Linked DNA regions of Mus musculus: region 1 is linked to region 2. A link is a contact called in public HiChIP or PLAC-seq data. All regions are on one chromosome and are shown on one strand. Each heading gives the region's core, a stretch centred on a gene start, on an enhancer-like site or on the middle of the called end of the contact. The rest is flanking DNA. Distances are from core to core; before and after follow the strand shown.

Region 1 (6,236 bases), core at 2,527-5,026, 410 kb before region 2:
CATCATCTAACAGGACTGACACTGTTAATAATGACGTAGATTTCCAAGCTGTTGGTAAAGTATCAAGTCCATAAGTATACAGACAGAAGGCAGGCGGATTTCTGAGTTCGAGGCCAGCCTGGTCTACAGAGTGAGTTCCAGGACAGCCAGGGCTACACAGAGAAAACCCTGTCTCGGAAAGCCAAAAACCAAAAACAAACAAAGAAAAGTATACAGAGAGAAAAGTCCTGGGTTCAAATCCACTTTCCATTTCTGTGGACTTTACAAATCACTTTGGAAAAAAAAAAAGGTGACTTGAAAAAAATGTAGAAAAACAGTGCCTGCCTGGGGCCATGGTGGTCTTAAAGGGACTCTAAAAAAAACTCTGCAAAAAACCCTGCCTTCCGGTTCTCAGCCTGGACAGCTGCCCAAGCTCAGACATGTCCATTATCTGAAGCATAAAATAAGGCAAAAGGAGACGTGTATTAAGGGTGTTAGTGTGCTGGGGGCTGTGTACTTCGCAAAGATAACCTGATCCCTACCTAACTCCTGGGTCAGAGGTCAGCACAGACACACGAGAAAGCTTGTGAATAAATAAAAAAAAGAAAGGTTTGGGGATGTGGTAGGAAGGGGTTTGACTGAAATTTTGTTGTTTTGTTTTGTTTTGTTTTGTTTTGTTTTGTTTTGTTTTGTTTCAGCCACGGTGGAGTGTGGAAGTGTAAGAGAAACCCAAGAGGCCATCATCCAAAGAGGGAGGCCCTGGGGTTGCTTTGCAGCCCTGCAGCTACTGGGCCAGGGCGCCCCCTAGTGCCTTCCTGCTTCTCCTGTATTTTGCTTTTGTTTTTGCTTTGTTTCACTTGCTTTATTTAACCTCTGCCTAGGCTGGCCTTAAACTCCTGAAGCAGAGAGGATGGCCCAAGACTCCAGATCTTCCGATTACAGGAGTGTATCACCACTCCAAGCCAAAAGAAATTTCTTTTTAATAAAATCAATTCAGGGGCTCAAAACATGTTAGAGATTAAGAGCATTTGAGCGCTGGGCGTGGTGGCACACGCCTTTAATCCCAGCATTTGGGAGGCAGAGGCGGGTGGATTTCTGAGTTACAAAGTGAGTTCCAGGACAGCCAGGGCTACACAGAAAAAAACCTGTCTCGAAAACCAAAAAAAAAAAAAAAAAAAAAAAAAGCATTTGATATTCTCAATAGAGGATCTGGGCTTAGTTCCCAGGACTCACATGGAAGCTGACCACCATCCTCAACTCCAGTTCCAGGAAATCCAACACTCTTTTCTGGCCTCCAAGGATACATATTTGCTTGCACAGGTATACAAGCAGGAAAAGCACACATACACGTAAAAATAGAAATTATTGAAATAATTCATAATTAATAAAATAATTTACCTCATAAATTGACCAGTAGGAGAGGTCCTAATTTCTCTGTTTTCCTTTGGCCCAGTTTCTCATCCCAGCTCCCGGCAGCCTAACAGAGAGAGGTGGTCCAGCCAATTAGCTTCAAAGTGACCTCTTCCTTGGCAGACCTGGTTGCCAAAGCTGTGTCCTCCTGCCTCATGGTTCTGAGTTAGCAGAACCTGCCTTTGCCCGCTGCCCTTTCTGTTTTCACCTTGGGTTAGAAACAACTTCAGGAACTCTTCCTAGGTAGGCGTTGTATGAGGGCAAGCCTTTTATTTCTGATGAGTGAGTGAGAGATGAAGAAAAATGTCTGACCAACTAAACATCACTTCTTCTAAAACCACTACCATGCGCACCTCAGCAGCAGGGCAGCAGCGAGAGCTGGGCTAGCATCCCCAGTGATAGGCTCCTCCCATCTCTGCCACTGAAGAGCCGGTGACCTCAGACCCCAACCACAGGCCTCAAGTTTGCACATATGGAGAGGGATGTGGGATCTGATAACTTCCCGGGTCTATTACAGTGCAAAGCCTGTGGCTCAGCCACTGCCCTTTGTGAGTGTTGGTGGACGAGGGAGCTGTGATTAAAATAAAATAGATAACTCTCCCCCCAAAGAAAACGCGCATCCCTGGTGATTACGCTCGAAAATTCTGTTTGTTCTGATGAAACAGGACAGGGTCTCATTCTGTATGCCTGGCTGGCCTGAAACCCACTATGTGGACCAAGCTGAACTCAGACAAGCAGTAAAACAATTCCCCCTCCCCCTCCCCCTCCCTCTATTCCCAAGTACTGGGATAACAGGTATGAGCCACCATACCTAGCTTTGCACTGGAGAATTCTATCGAAAGCTCAAAGAAAATATAGACACAGCAATGTTGTACAACTACTCCAGAGCACAGGAGTATGTTCCAGTTCACTCTACAAAGCTAGCATATGCCAAACAAGACTGGGAGGGCACTGGAAGGAAAACTATCAGCTAATATCTCTCTCGAACTCAGATGCAAAACTCCCAGTTAAACATCCACTGACTGGAAGTCCCCCTTGAGGAGAAGCCTGGTGCCAGCTCAGGCACAAGCCTCACTTTCCCGGGCTTCGTGGCTAGGAATCCAAGCCACTAGAAAAGTGCTCCTCGGCAAGTAGGGCAACTGAGCTTTGTTCTGGGGGCTACGAAACCCAGCGCTGAGCCCCCCTCCCGGGGCGTGGCAGAGGGGAGGAGCCGCGGAACACAAAAGCAGAGGTGGTGGAGAAAACCCCGCAGAGAAAAAAGGCTGCAGGCAGCCGGAGCTTGGAGCTTAGCGGATAATGAGGGTGCTCTGTGGAGTCCTCAGTGCCGTCTTGACAAGGTTGCTCCCTCCCTCCCAAGCTTACTGTTTTGGAAACAAGTTCCTATTGCAGGATATTCGATCACATTGTGACCCCCTGAGACTGGGGGGGGGGGGGGGTCTAGTTGTGGTGTGGTTCAGCCCTTAGCACACTCCTTTAATCGTCTCTAGCACATACCTTTAATCCCAATGAAGGTAAAGTTAATTTGTAGAAGAAAACACAAAAGTGACATCTAGGGCTGGAGAGATGGCTCAGCCGTTTAGAGCACTGACTGTTCTTCCAGAGGTCCTGAGTTCAAATCCCAGCAACCACATGGTGGCTCACAACCATCTGTAATGGGATCCAATACCTTTTTCTGGTGTGTGTTGAAGACAGCTACAGTGTGTTCCTATAAATAAAAATATCTCTTTTTTAAAAGTGACATCTAGTTGAGTGGCAGACGAAGTGGCAAATCAGATAAAGATTTGACAGAATAGGAAGTAGCAGGTAGTTTCTACTACCTCGCTTTAAGCTCTGGACAGACAGAGGTACCAGCCCCCACCCTGGTTCCTGTGGATCTGAGGATAAAAGACACGCATTTTTATGTGTTTTAACTCAATGGTCAGGCACTTCTAAGCCTCCCTCAGCTAACTTTCCCATGGCCCTTACTCCCCTTCACTCCCAGCTTAACACCTCTAAATCTGCCCTCAGTCTAGCTGTTCAGTTACCTTTAGTCTTAGCTCAACACCTTTAAATCTGCCCTCGGCTTAGTTGAACTTCTGATCTCCCTCCTGCAACCCCAGGCCCAGTCAGGCTAGCAACCAATAGTCACTCCACCCAAGATTTCACATGGCTAGTGGCTCTCTCTCCCTCTGAAGCATGGTGAATTTTCTTTCCCCTTCCTGCATCTATCAGCCTGCCTATGGGAACCTGGAAGTCGCACCTTTTCCACCCAGCCATTGGCTGCCAACATCGTTATTGCTCGATCAAGAACCAATTGGAGAACAGGACCTTCAGTATTTACATGCAAATTCCCGGGCCAAAGCATCAGAACCGCCCCCTACAATAGGATACGCCCAACTTTCACAAGAAGAGAGAGGAAAGGGGCAGTTTACAGAGACAGGTTGTAGAAAGAGAGAGAGAACAAGCCAGACACGGGTGAGGACAGAAAACCAGAGAATGAGAAGGAGCAGAAGATTAGAACAGATTGCTGGAATTAGTTTGTGACCAAACCAAACAATTCAGTAAGAAACTGAGAGGTCAGACGGAATCAGACAGCTTGAAGAGGAGTTTGAGCCAGGACAGCTGAGTTGAATCAGCTATCCAGTGCTCAATAAGAACTAGGAAGGGGTGAGTTTCTCTATCAGTAAGTCTCAAAGGCTGAAAATATTCTAGGTCTAGATAAGATTGTATGGAGGTTAGAAGTTTCTAAGACTAGGCCTAGTTTAGCAGAAGGCAACGATCTTCCAGAGAACAGGTGAGTTAAAGATACTTCAACATGTTCCTATAGGTTTCTCAAGGTAGGCATTGTCACTCTGTCGTATCCTGTTTGTGGCTGTGGTCCAAGGGTTTGGGGAGTGGGTATGTGGCAGAACATCACTGAAGCTCCCTAAACGCAACAGGATTCAAGCGAGAGAAACCAGAAGCTGAGGAGGGAACTTGGCTCGCTTTTCAGACTGGAAGCTCAGCTTTGCTGAGGCAGGGGAGTGAGGTCTAGGATTCTGATGAACAGCTCAGCTCCCGGCCATGCACATTCGTGCTGGGGTTATATCGGGCTAATCTGTCCCGTTCTAAGTAAACTCCAGCCTAGCAAGCTTGGGCTTGTGCTGTCTCTTCTAGTCAGCAAAGAATGGAGCCAAGCTGTTCCAAACCACTCCCCTGCAGCGATCGATGCAAGAAAAGAAAGTGGTGACAATCCCTCAGCTGTTGGTCTCACCACAGGGTGCGTAGCCCAGGAAGATACTGAAAGAAGTACAGACTGACAGAGGTACAAACAGAGGCCAAGGCTGTCCCTGCATAGAGGCCCAGAAAGGCCATTACATAAAGCTGTGGGGGTGGAGCCAGATTTCACTGGAGACCCCAAGATGGTAAGGATGCCAGACTCGTGGGATACCTGCCAAGGAGAGCTGCTAACAGGGAGTGGGACCAGCCGAAGAGAGAGACGTGTGCAGCTCTCCACAAAGCTGGAAGGAGTGGGGGACCTAAAGAGTACTTTGACATCAGACATGGATACGAAGTTCTGAGTGTACCCAACTGATGTTTGGTCTTGCTTTTGGTCCAGTATTTCCTCACTAGGCTCCCCCCCCCTTTTATATTCTATGTCATTGTATGTTAGAAGCATGTGATCTGCCTTTTGGTTTTACAGGAGGTTGTAGTGAAGAGATTGCCATGAGTCTCCAAAGAGACTTTAAACTTTGGACTTTTAAACAGTCCTAGGACCGTGATGGACTACAGATAGGATTTTTGAGGTTGAACTGAATCTATTTTTGCATTATGATATGGCTACAAGCCCCTGGGAACCAGGGAATGGAATGTGCTTGTTTGAATAATAATGCCCCCCCCCCCACAGCATCATATATTTGACTGCTTAGTTACCAGGGAGTGGAACCCTTTAAAAAGAATTAAAATGTGGAAGTATGACCTTTTTATGGAGAAAGTGTGTCACTGGGAGTGAGTTTTGAGGTGACAAAGCCCATGCTAGCTCCAGTGTCTCCCTGACCCTATAGATCAGGATGTAACTCTTATCTACCTCTCCAGCACCATACTGGCCTGCTGCCATGCTTCCTGCCATGATGATAATGGACTAAACCTCTGAAACAGTAAGCCAACCCCCAACCAAATGCTTTCAATGTTCATGGTGTCTCTTCAACACAATGGAACACTGACTAAGTCTCTCTCTCTCTCTCTCTCTCTCTCTCTCTCTCTCTCTCACACACACACACACACACACACACACAATCAAAACCAAGAAACAGAAAATAAGGGTCAGATTATGTTGAGAATTAGCCCACATTTCCATGTATTCATAGGGTCAGAGAACCTGTCTTCAATAACCAATACCACTTGGGTAGGAACCTCCTCTAGGATAAGGAATTTATTTCATATAACTTTCAAGATATTTACAGAATGTCTTTGGGTAAACATCTCAGAAGTTATTTATTGGAATGAGAATTTTTATTTTGTTTGGTTTGTTTGTTTGTTTGTTTTTTGAGACAAGGTTTCTCTGTATAGCCCTGGCTGTCCTGGAACTCACTTTGTAGACCAGGCTGGCCTCGAACTCAGAAATCCGCCTGCCTCTGCCTCCCGAGTGCTGGGATTAAAGGCGTGCGCCACCATGCCCGGCTCGGAATGAGAATTTTTAAACACTGATCGTAGCAGAAATGGGTTTTTAACGACTAAAACATCCTCTTGCAATGACATGCTGATTGTGACTCGTCTCCACTGCTTCAAGCTTGTGGGGTTAGGGGGGTATTGCAAATAGTAGAAATATTTGTACTTTTCATATTTTCATGTTTTTTCTTCTTCAGTTATCATCTGGCTATAGTCTTAAC
Region 2 (6,262 bases), core at 1,616-4,115:
AGTTCACTGGCACTGGCATGGTTGCCTGACTCTTGAGTGGGCTGGGAGTCTTGCAGGCAGATGGGGTAGGGACCCATGTGATGATGGGACATTCTCTAGAGGTGGAAGGCTCATGGGAAAATGATATTTTTGGTGCTGTGGCTTGGATCATGCCCAGCGACTTGGAGGCTTTGGGAGGGGCTGATAGAGGTTGTTTTTGTCAAACGCTCTCGTGTCTCTTGGGTAGGTTTCCCAGGTTGTGTTTGGTCACACTAAGATCAGCTACTGAAAAATGAAGGAGATTGAAAGTCTGCCTCTGGCAGGTTTTAGTTGACATGTCCTGGACTGCCCAAGGTTTCAGGTCCCACTCAATGCTCTTTCTTGCCTGGAACCCCCCCACCCCCACCCCAGTCCTATTTCTTCTGCATGCCTGGGTCTTCCCCTTCTCAGCACGAACCCTATTTACCCATTATGTCACCTCTTACAGGAAGCTTTCTTGGAACGGCTTTTGCTCCTGCTCAGTGTCAGCTCGTTCATTAACCCACTCAGCTAATATTGATAACCGTGGGGGCAGCACCTGTTCTTCTGGGAACGTGTCACTGCATGTAAAGGCAGCCCCAAGTCCTTCCTTCAGGAAGCCTATATTCTCCAAGGCAATAATAGCTAACATTTATATAGCTCTGCTTGGTTTTATATATATATATATACACACACACACATATATATTAATGTGTTTAATCTGTAGCCCACCTCTATGAGGTAGAAATAGCCTCCACATTACATGATGGCCATTTATTATAATTTGGCCACAGATCCATGAGAGAGGTAATATTTTTCTCCTTTTCCCAATGTAAAAAACAAACAAACAAACAAAACCAAGACTGACAGGGGTCAAGATCACAGAGCCAGTAAGCAGTCGTTTGAAGCTGCTGAGCCCCAGCCTGGCCAAGTACAAGTTGCTTTCTTATAATAATACTGATGTTCGTTTCTGTTTAGCATTTTCTTATTTATTTATTTTTTCCACATCATCTCCATCATCCTAGAACCTTCCCCCAAGGTAGTGACCTTGGCTTGTTGATGCCTATTCTTTGAACACCCACCATATTGGGCAATTTAATTGGCATCCAATGAATATGGCCCTGTTGATTGGTTGCCTGTTGTAGCAGATGGTGAGAAGAATGCAGGAGTGGATACATTTTTTTTCTTTTTGTCTACTTATTTTTTTAAAGGTTTATTTATTTATTATATGTAAGTACACTGTAGCTGTCTTCAGACACACCAGAAGAGGGTGTCAGATCTCATTATGGATGGTTGTGAGCCACCATGTGGTTGCTGGGATTTGAACTCGAGACCTTTGGAAGAGCAGTCAGTGCTCTTAACTGCTGAGCCATCTCTCCAGCCCCCTTGTCTACTTATTTAAACAATTAAAAATCACACTTACTTATGCACGAGAGCCCTTGCATGGGGGTCAGAGAACAACTTGCAAGAGTTGGCTTAAGCCTCTCATTAGGTGAGTATCAGAGACAGAGCTAGCTCATCAGACGTGGTGGCAAGTGCCTTTACCAGCTGAGCTATCTCACTGGTCTTAGTTTGAATTTTATTCATCTATTTGTGGTGTGTGTGTGTGTGTGCATATGGCATGCGTATGTGTGGTTGTTGGAGAACAACTTGCTAGAGTTCTCTCCATCTACTCTGTGGATCCCAGGGATCAAACTCGGGTCTTCAGGCTGGGTGGCTAGTACCTTTATCCACAGAGCAATCTTGCTGGCCCAGCAGCTGATATTTATCTGTTAGTCTCAAAGCTGGGTCTTGCTAACCATGATCAGTTTTAGTCTTTACAGCTGTTACAGAAACTAGCCTTCAGCAAGCAGACAGCGAGTACATGATCAGGCTAAGATTTGAACTATAGCTTTCTCTGAGTAAAAATTCTGTGTCCCCTCCCCCAACCCTTTCTTTACCACCACAGGCTTATTTCTGGGAAGGTGGCCTCGGTGGAAAGTCCTAGGGTGAAGCTGCTTGGATGCTTGCTCTTCCATCCCTACCTGGCTCAGGGAGACAGGAACTGGGTGGTCCTTGGTAGACGGAAAGGCATCTTGGGAAGTAGAGGCTTTCTGGCTGCAAGTATAACCTGTTGAGATGTCTGAAGTGGTTAAAGGGAAGTGGATCACATTATAGGTGTTTGGTTTTACCGTTACTGCTGAACTGGTAACAGCCTGTTCCAGGGCAACAACTGGATTCAGGAGGAGCTGGCAAATGCCACGGGCAAATGCCACGAAGGATTATGGCAGAGTGGATGGTAGTCTTAAGGCCTGAGGCAGAGACAGAGGGTTCCTTTTTTTACGTATATTTCATTCCTTTGTTCTGACATCTGCTTCCCTTCTCCATTTCTTTCAGGCAAGAGAGAAGAACACAGTAGGGTTTCCTGATCCATTCATGTCTCAGTGGGTCCAGTAGACTGGGCAACTGGGGGACATATGAAGAAATGGGGTACACGAGGGTGTGTGGATGAAAGCAAAACACCCCCAAAACCAAACCAAAACCCCAAAACCAAACCAACTAACCAACCAACCAAACAACCTCCCTCCCCCGAACCCAATGTCTTGAACCTCCAGGTCCCCACTCTGACCAGCAGGGCTTTTAGGGCCCTACCTCTCCCATTGGATAGCATGCCAAGTCCTCAAGCCCTTTGGCTAATCTCCTATTTTCTTTACTTAGAGTCAACATTCAAGCATACTGCACCCGAATGGACTAAGCTTACTGAAGTCACCCGCAGGTAACTTGATAGACGGCTGAGACAGCGCCCATGGTGGGAATTAGGCAGTGCCTGAGCCAAAGAGACATGGGGAAATGACCTTGAGTGAATGTGGCACGCAGGTGGCCTTGTTTCACAAGAGGATATCACCTGCTCTGCATCTGCCATGCAGACTGAAGGCTCTGTGCGTCTAGTGTCTGTAGGGTTGATGGTGATAGAGGCTGGGACCATGTGTCAGCAGCCAGGCCTCAGGCAGAAAGGCAGAACCTCTGGTCCTGCTCTGGCTAACTGGCAGCAGATAGGGCAGTTGACAGAAGAGAAGGGAGTGGGTCCCATTGTTCTCAGGTGTCTCCAGCCCTCCACCCTAGCTGCAAAAGATTATTCCAGCAAATGATCTGATCTCTTCTTAGGGTCAAGGGTCACAGTTGAGAGTGGCATTGTCAGACAGGTGTCGTAGGAGCCCTATGCTGACGCCTGCCAGTTCCAGAAGGCGACACTGCTCTGTACAGGGGCCAGTGGCAAAGGAGAAACTTAGAGGTCTTTTGATTTGATGAGCATTGTTAGCTCTGACTTCAGATAAGCAGAGCAAACAAGCCACAGCCCAAGTGGGAACTGGTTCTGCCCCTTTGCTTTGCTTTTCTAAGTCACGAAAGCCAAGCTCCTAAAGCCTGAATACCTCCTACTTTCTGATGGTTGGTTCCATTGTGTTGGTTTTTTTTTTTTTTTTTTTTTTTTATTGTGCTCGTGACAAGTGCTAACAGACCGCTTTCAAAGTGTGTTGATGTTTCGGTTGTTTGTGAATGGCCCTTCTGTTTTGCCGCATCTGGGCAGCATTAGAGTCTGGCTCCAGGGAACAACTGGGTTCCTATAAAAGTGTACCAGGTCCCCTTATGTGGAAAAACTGGCCAGGACAAGATCAGACACCCATCTGGGCAGGAACATACAGCACAAATGTGAACATCACTCAGTAGCTGCAGAAGCCAGGTCAGGCTGGGAAGAGGCCAGTGAGCCATGCCAAGTGGACTGTGGGTGTTCTCTTTCTGTGTGTGGACACTTTGTGATCTTCCTGAGGGAGGATAGCAACCAGAAGAGTGCCTGGCACTAGGCAATGCCACCAAATATTTATTGTCTCTCTGTCCTCTTAGCTCAAGTTGCTTGTCAATCACCAAGCATACGAGGTTCCTGAGAACTGACCACACAGGGGCCAGAGTTGGAACACACGGGGCAGTCTAGAGTTCAGGGGTTTACTAGGAAAGACAGGCAGACCGTACCTGTTTGATAGCTGAGCTTTCTTGAGGGACCTTTTGGTATATGGCTCAAAGGCTAAAGCGGGGAACGGTTGGGCAGGGTTAGCATGTTTCCTCCAGACTCCATCTTGGGGTGGTATGGCTGTTTCCTTTGTGTTTCTGTTCTATGTCCCGCCTTCTTCGCTATCCTTGATCTCTAGTGTGTTAGAGCACTTTAGGCTAAACAAAGCCAGGTTCAAAATGGCTTCCTCCAGGGGAAGAGTCTTTGGGTATGGACAAGGCTTCCAGGAAGTGAGCCACACGTATATAATCTCACTCATTTGATGCTATCAGCAGCCGCTAGCCCATTGGAAAGCTATCTCCATTTTTTTTCCTCCATTTGAGCTGGCTGAGTTTCCTTTAAGCTCATAAACCTCACCAGCTCATGGACTGTCGTCCCTTGGGTTTCCAGAGTTGCAGGGCTCTCTCCTGATTGACCTCTCATCTACTCTGGGACTCCATCTTCATCCCCCTACCCTGATGTATCATGCCATGCTTCCATCCCCACCCCAGTTGAATTTATACTAGGAGTCAGAGGAGCTGAGACTGACTGGGGCTAAGCGATTTTTGGTACTACTGTTAGATTAGCAGGTCGTCCTGATGCGCAGAAACACTAGTGGTTCTAAAACAGCACTATGGAGTTTCTTACACCTGCAATAGATATTCATAGCTATAAACACATTGGGATGGCCAGGGACTGTCTGATGATTGGTAATCACTGGTCTGTATTCATAAGGCCTTAGGCTTCTTGACTCTTCCCTCTATCTTTTATGGGGTCTCTCCCTGGCTTTTGCTTCAAAATGTAAATTATTGTATCAGTCAGTTTTCTGGTACTGTAACAATTATCCAGACAATCAGCATATAAGGGGAAAAGATTTACTTCCGTGCATAGTTTTGGTCATAGACTAAAAACCAACTGAGAACAGGCAACACAGCAGCCCAAAGTTGGACCTCGTCTTAGCCTTCCTGTTGTGTCTATAAAAATATAAGGGAGAGAGAAGGAGTATGTTTGGTGGAAGTGTGGGGGAAGGGGATGACTCCAGCGGCCCATGCTTAGGCATCCTGTCCCTCTGAGGGAGCAGCTACACAACAGTATAGAATAGAATATTCAGGGCATGGTGGGGGGGGAGTTGAGAGTGTAGGAGAGAGAGAGAGAGAGAGAGAGAGAGAGAGAGAGAGAGAGGAGGAAGAAGAAGAAGAAGAAGAAGAAGAAGAAGAAGAAGAAGAAGAAGAAGAAGAAGGGAGAAGAGAAGAGAAGAGAAGAGAAGAGAAGAGAAGAGAAGAGAAGAGAAAAGTAGAGGAGTAGAGGCTGACCATGAGAACCTGGAGAGAGGGGGGAGAGGGAAATAGGGGGAGAGAGGGGTAAGGGGCAAGAGGGCAGAGAGAGAGCAAGAAAGTAGGAGAACAAGAGAGAGCAGAGGGGGCAAGCAGTCCCTTTTATAGTGAGTCAGGCACACCTGACTGTTGCCAGGTAACTGTGGGATGGAATCTAAACAAAATGCTAACACTCCTAATTTCCACCCCATGGCAAGAATTTTGTTGGCCCTTGTACCTTCAAGGAAACGAAGATAGACAGTTCTGGAGCCTGACCGGCTGAGATGCTGGGCCTCAGAGAAGCAGACCATGGCATCCATAAAGCAGGAGCATCCTCAGGAGGGCATTTCCTGAGCCTCTGGATGGGCTGGGGTAGAGAACTATGGTCTTCAGTTTGACATATTGTGTATATTTGTGTGAACACTTGTCACATGGAAAAATTTTCAACTTTATGCAGCAGTTTCTTTCTCACCAGGGTCTCTCCTTGTGTGAAACTTTAATTTTATAGCTTTGGCTGTTAATGCATCACGGGGACCACCATCAATAAATATTTATTGAGCTTTCACTGGGCACAGCGTGTTATAATAGAAACTATATATTTGCCTCAAGAGGAGCTGGAAGCAGATGAGAGAAGATTTGAGGAAGGGTGGGAGAGATGGCTGGGAAGCCTGTCCCAATCCTGAGATTTTTTCTTTATGGCTTTGTAACTAAATGTGTCAAGGTCTCCTTGACACACATGGGGTTGTCAACTCAAGAGAATGGGGCTTTAAGAGATGCCTGGGCCATAAGGAAGGAAGTCACCTTCAGAAGACCCATTTAGAACATGCAACACTGCAGCCAGATGTTGGATCATGTCATGTAGGGACTCAGGGCTTCACGGGGATGGAAGATCCCTTCCACCTTTCCCATGATGCTCAGCAGAAGGCACTCT

The links. HiChIP or PLAC-seq counts read pairs in DNA pulled down with a chosen protein or histone mark.
Region 1: a contact with region 2 is called in an H3K27ac HiChIP or PLAC-seq map of extraembryonic endoderm stem cells. The contact joins two enhancer-like sites. A contact is called at or near these places in 1 of 39 promoter capture datasets (pre-B cells) and 2 of 115 datasets of contacts at active chromatin or transcription factors (extraembryonic endoderm stem cells and pancreatic cancer cells).

What each region holds. Positions count from the first base shown.
Region 1 is chr8:27,248,416-27,254,651 of GRCm38.p6, reverse strand. No RefSeq gene overlaps it. Among named protein-coding and RNA genes, the nearest start is that of Eif4ebp1, 8.8 kb to the left of the region's middle. Within about 2 kb of position 3,776, at least 36 of the 459 cell types and tissues checked have an H3K27ac peak or open chromatin away from gene starts, as enhancers often do. A contact at or near this core is called in extraembryonic endoderm stem cells, where this site is marked.
Region 2 is chr8:26,837,969-26,844,230 of GRCm38.p6, reverse strand. No RefSeq gene overlaps it. Among named protein-coding and RNA genes, the nearest start is that of 2310008N11Rik, 17 kb to the right of the region's middle. Within about 2 kb of position 2,865, at least 36 of the 459 cell types and tissues checked have an H3K27ac peak or open chromatin away from gene starts, as enhancers often do. A contact at or near this core is called in extraembryonic endoderm stem cells, where this site is marked.